2 separate regions of the Mus musculus genome follow, and region 2 is linked to region 1. Evidence: chromatin contacts called from public Hi-C data. All regions are on one chromosome and are shown on one strand. The core of a region is the stretch at or near the end of the contact, and the rest is flanking DNA. Distances in the headings are between cores, read along the strand shown. Region 1 has its middle 100 kb from the start of Gm41044. Region 2 has its middle 130 kb from the start of Gm41044.

Region 1 (2,700 bases), core at 7-2,506:
CATAACATATTTGAGCGCGATGACCAGATGACTAGAAATAGCCTAGGTCATTTGTTCTGTTAGCAAAGTTAGCTCCTCCCTTTCTTCAACTAATCTATGATTGTGTTTCTCGCACTTAATAATGGGTGTGAATTGAAAATGTGATACCAGATAAAGAAAAGAAAAACTAAAGTCTCCTTTTCCAGAGCCTATCACCACGAGAGCATGGGCTCTGACATTTCTGTTCTTTTCTTTTTGTTTCTCACACGCATGAGAGATTCCAGGAAAGCTTTCTTTTCTTTTCTTTCTTTTTTCAGCCTTTTTTTCTTCAAACTAAGTAGCGTTGGTACCCTGAGCCAGAGAGTGCAGTGGCTGGTGAGCGAGTGTTGACTTGTCTAAGCAAAGCACTGCTCAGAGCATTAGGAAAGGGAAATCCAGGGACTGGGAGCAGATTGTGGCAATTCCCACACACTTTGTCTCACTCTCTTCTAGCTGGGTATGCGTGGCTAAAGTCACGTTGCAGCCTCGCCTTGCAAGGAGGGAAACAATAAGCTAACAGGCTTCCAGCATAGACTTCTCACATTGGCCTCCAGAAGTTAAAATGAGTACAAGGCAGACTTCCAATCCCTAAAGAGGTTGTTGTGTATGTAAACACACACACATACTCCACACACACACTGTACATACCACACATATACATATATATGCACACACAGAGACATACAGACACACACTCCACATACCACACACAACACACTATACACACACCACACACACACACACACACACACACACACACACTACACCATACACACACATACACACATACCATACATACTTTATACATTACACACCACATACACACATGCACACATCACATACACACCACACACATACCAACCACATACACCAGCCCTAAAATAAAACATCTACTGAATACAACTTCCAACTGGGGCACAGATCTGAACAAAAAACACATTTCCTCACAACTTTGTTGCCTGGGAGTGTCTTTCTGGACCCCCTCTGTACACCACTTCTATACACACCTTCAAGATACCAAGCACTCCTGAACACTGCCTTTCTTGACCCTGGATACCAAAGAGACGTTCTGCCTTTGTAAAAGGCCACCCCTGAATAGTCTTGCTAATGTATACCTTATCTGTGGAGACAGAGATAAGAAGGCCCAATCAATAGCAGCCTGTGTATAGAACAAAGCTTTGGCTTAAATACTAAGGCTAAGAGCAACTTGGACGAAATAGGGAACTGGGCTTAGGCCAAAGTCTGGAGCTGCTGCTGGTGCAAAGAGGGCGGTTTTTTGTGTGGTAGATTTACAGCATGCAGCATAGACCATCAGCCCTCCTGACTGCCCTTAAGAGAGTTAGACATCCCGATTTGCATTCCCCACATGGCTCTTAGAAGCATCCTGAAGCTTGGCCACAAGCCAACAAGACTTGGAACGCCAAGATTCAAGATACCATTTTTTTTTTCTGGTTCACAGTATTTCTAAATATGAACTCTCCTTCTAAGCAAGGAGAATTTAATTTTTTTTCTAAGCAACAAAATTTTTATAGAGATCAAGGTAAGGAAAGCTACTGTTTTTGTCTGGTTCTCTTCAGCTGGGGTCTGGGTCCTCTTCCCATCACACTGGCCACGTAGGGCATAATAGGGCTTATATACTGGGTTTAGTATACAGATAGGTTCTCAGATCTGCATGGTTTATTGTCCTAATTTCTTTTTCTGTTGCTGTGTAAAATAAAGACAACTTAAGAGAGAATGGACTTGTTCTGGTCCAGAGTTCAGGTTAAGGTCCACTCTGGCAGAAAAGTCACAGTGGCAGGAACTGAAAGGAGCTGGTTACGTCATATTCGGAGACAGAATGAACGGGCAACAGACACCAGCATGTTGGTGCTCTCCTTCATTTCTCTGTTTTAAACATGTCAAGGCTTGGTCCTGCCCACCATCATGAATCAGGACAGTCCTTCACAGACATGCCTTAAGACCTATCTCCTGGGTGACTCTAGAGTCTGTCAAGGTGACAAATAACACTAATCGTCACATCTAGAGCAGTCGTTCTCACCATTCCTAACCCTGTGGCCCTTTCATGTTGTGGGACACCTCCCCCCCCCCTGCCCCCAGCCATAAAATTACTTTCATTGCTACTTCATAACTGTAATTTTGCTACTGATATGAGTCATAGTGTAAGTATCTGTGTTTTCTGATGGTCTTAGGCAACCCCCTGTAAAAGGGTTGTTCAACCTCCGCAAAGAAGGTCACAACTCACAGGTTGAGAATTGCTAGCCTGGAGGTACAACTGAGTCACAGAAGGTGCTCACTCTCTTTCCTGTTCATCTTGTGGGCCCTGGAATTTAGGGGGAGCTAGACTCACAGAAGGAGGTTTTTGCTTGCTGCTTTGCTTTGCTTTGCTTTGGAAAACAAGATTTTAGATTGTGGGGGTTATTTGTTTGTGGTTGTTTGTTTTTGCCAATTGGAAACAAACAAAAACTACCATGGGAGTGACACCAGTGAGCTCCCAGTCATCAGACTTTGTATTTTCAAAAGGGTGTTTGTCCTGTTGACCCAGTCTCTTCAATTGGTCATATGGTCGATACTGACAGCTTTCTTTTTAAATGTCCCCAAGGGTGGCACAAGGGTGTCTTGGATTTTGACCACAACTAAATCTGAAAGCTGCTTTTGATAGTCCCAATAATCGGTGCCTTTTCG
Region 2 (2,773 bases), core at 212-2,711, 220 kb before region 1:
GCCGTCCTACTGAAATGCATGCTGGAACCCACACAGTTCATCCTACAGGCTTCTTGTGATAAGTCATAACTAAGCTAGATCTAAAGGAAAAACAGTAAGTGGGGAAAGTGCCCTAGAGGGAAAGTTGTAAAAGAGCACAGGATACCCAGTGATAGATAAACAGGGGGTGTGGCTTGAACATAGTCTGAGTCAGGAACAGCAGAAGATGAAGTTAAAAGATGAGTGAATAGGTGTGCCTGTTGCCACATATCTGGTGGGTTTGGCAAAGCAGCCTGAACTCTGTAGTTAATGTGTAGTCTTTGAAATTAGTTAAATGGAGATTGATGGGTGAAGTATATATTTTAGATAACTTCGGAAGTGTGTATTTTCAGGAATAATTTTGAAGACTTAGAGATGAGACATGGGAATACCAGTCCTGGTTTAGAGAGTGAGCAGAGCGGAGAAAGAGTGTATTGACAGATCCTAAAGACAGCAGTTTATGATGGACTCCACCTGGCTATGGGACGGGTCAGGATTAACAAACTGCAACAAGCTCCAGTTTCTGTGATGTGAAAGTGTGAGAACGGAGCCACTGGTTCCATTCAGCACTATAGAAAGTGGGTGTGGTTTTGAGAGAGGTGACTAGAGGCAAAAGAACAGAGAGCAGCCACTGCCAGAATGCATGTGTGCTAGATAGTTTTAAGTCAATACAAGCTGAAGTCATCTGAGAAAAGGGAAGCTCAATTTAGAAAATGCTTCCATAAGATCAGCTTGTAGGCAAGCCTAGAAGGTATTTCGTATTTTCTTAATCAGTGATTGATGAGGGAGGGTCCACCCTATTGTGGGTGGTGCTACCCCTGGGCTGGCGGTCCTGGGCTTTGCAAGAACACAGGCTGGGCAAGCCATTAAGAGCAAGCCAATAAGCAACATCCATCCAGGGCCTCTGCATTAGCTCCTGCCTCCGGGTTCCTGCCCTGTTTGAGTTTCTGTCCTGACTTGCTTCAGTGATGGGCAGTGATATGACAGTATAAACCAAATAAGCTCTGTCCTCTCCAAGGGTTACGGTGTTTCGTCACAGCAATAGAAACCCCAACGAAAACACTATGGTTTGCAGGGGTGGGATTAGTAATCCCAACAACAGGAATTTTAAGATGCAGAAGTAACTAGCTCACCCTGACAGTCTACAAAATAAGAATTTTTTTTTGCCAGCTATACACCTGACAGAAAACATGTCTAGAATATATAACAAATTCAAAAAATCAAACATAAAACATTCCAAACAACCCCGTCAGTAAGCAGGTTAGTGGAATGAACAGACACTTTTCAAAAGACAAAATACTAATGGCTAAAGATATATATGTGAAAAAATATTTGTCATCTTTAGCTACCAGTGAAATGCAAGTTAAAACTGCAGTTGTGTTTCATTTCCTCCCTGAGAGAATGGCTCCCATGAGAGGCTAAATAATAGTGAGGATGTAAGAAAATGGAATCCCTGTTGCTGAGGAAGTGAATTAGTCCAGCCACTGTAGAAACCGGTATGGTTGTTCCCCAGGTACTTAAAAATAGAACTACCATATGACCCAGATACACCACTTGTGGGTATGTAGTTGAAGGATTCTAAGGCAAAATATCACAGAAATACATGTTTATTTCAGCCATTCACAGTAGCCATCGTGTGGAATCAATCTAAGTGTCTAACAAGAGATGAACAGCTAACGAAAAAAATACATGTACGTGTGGGTACACACATACAACATTACAAAGAATGAAGCCATGTCATCTGTGGAAAAATGAATGTATCACTTGAACTGAGATAAGCATTAAATGCAGGAAGACAAGGAGTGTCTGTTTCTCTCTTGCTTCTGAGTCCTAGAACTCTCTACAAAAGCAGAAAGGTAACCAGGAGAAGGGAGGGACCTTGTGAACAGAGGGATCAAGAAAGAGGACTAGAGGAAAGGCATGGGCAAAGGATGAGCACAGTCACCAGCAAAGCAGCTGACAAACTGGGCAAAGACAGTCATCTCTATAAAACCCTACACTATATACGACAGTTTTAAAGGCAGCTCATTCAAGAGCGGGGGTTAAGCTTTCTGGGAAACAGAAGAATGGCTCCTTCTAAATGAAGTTCTAATCTCCAAGTGTTGTGACTATTACCTCTCTTCCTGTATGCTCAGCACACACGAGGCTGAGTTAGGATGATTGCTGGTAGTTCAAGGTTACCCTGGGCTTCAGAGTGAGACCTTTTCTAAGAAACAAAAACACTCTTACCTTCTGGATCAATAGTATCAAAGTAAAAGTACAATGTGAATCAAATATATATAACTCTAATTTTCTTGTAGTCATTGTGGTAGTTTGAATATGTTGGCCCAGGGAGTGGCACTACTAGGAGGTGTGGCCTTGTTGGAGTATGTGTAGCCTTGGAGTGGATGTGCCACTATGGGCATGGGCTTTAATACCCTCATCCTAGCTGCCTGGAAGTCAGTCTTTTCCTAGTAGCCTTCAGATGGAGATGTAGACTCAGCCTTCTGTGTGCTGAGCATACAGGAAGGGGGATACTAGTCACAACACTTGGAGATTAGAACTTTACTTTGAAGAAGTCATTCTTCTTTTTCCCAGAAAGCTTAGTTCCACCCTCAGCTCCTGCACCATGCCTGCCTGGACACTGCCATACTCCTACCTTGATAATAATGGACTGAACTGAACCAATAAGCCAACCTCAATTACATGTTGTCCATATAAGATTTGCCTTGGTCCTGGTGTCTGTTCACAGAAGTAAAACCCTAATTAAGATACA

What was found. A called contact is a pair of places that touch in the nucleus more often than the background predicts.
Region 2: a contact with region 1 is called in a Hi-C map of bone marrow-derived dendritic cells, with 3 times the contacts expected there. The contact joins two enhancer-like sites. A contact is called at or near these places in 3 of 484 Hi-C or Micro-C datasets (bone marrow-derived dendritic cells, nephron progenitors and neurons).

What each region holds. Positions count from the first base shown.
Region 1 is chr13:101,913,462-101,916,161 of GRCm38.p6, reverse strand. No RefSeq gene overlaps it. Among named protein-coding and RNA genes, the nearest start is that of Gm41044, 100 kb to the left of the region's middle. Within about 2 kb of position 1,256, at least 50 of the 459 cell types and tissues checked have an H3K27ac peak or open chromatin away from gene starts, as enhancers often do. A contact at or near this core is called in bone marrow-derived dendritic cells, where this site is marked.
Region 2 is chr13:102,138,244-102,141,016 of GRCm38.p6, reverse strand. No RefSeq gene overlaps it. Among named protein-coding and RNA genes, the nearest start is that of Gm41044, 130 kb to the right of the region's middle. Within about 2 kb of position 1,461, at least 6 of the 459 cell types and tissues checked have an H3K27ac peak or open chromatin away from gene starts, as enhancers often do. A contact at or near this core is called in bone marrow-derived dendritic cells, where this site is marked.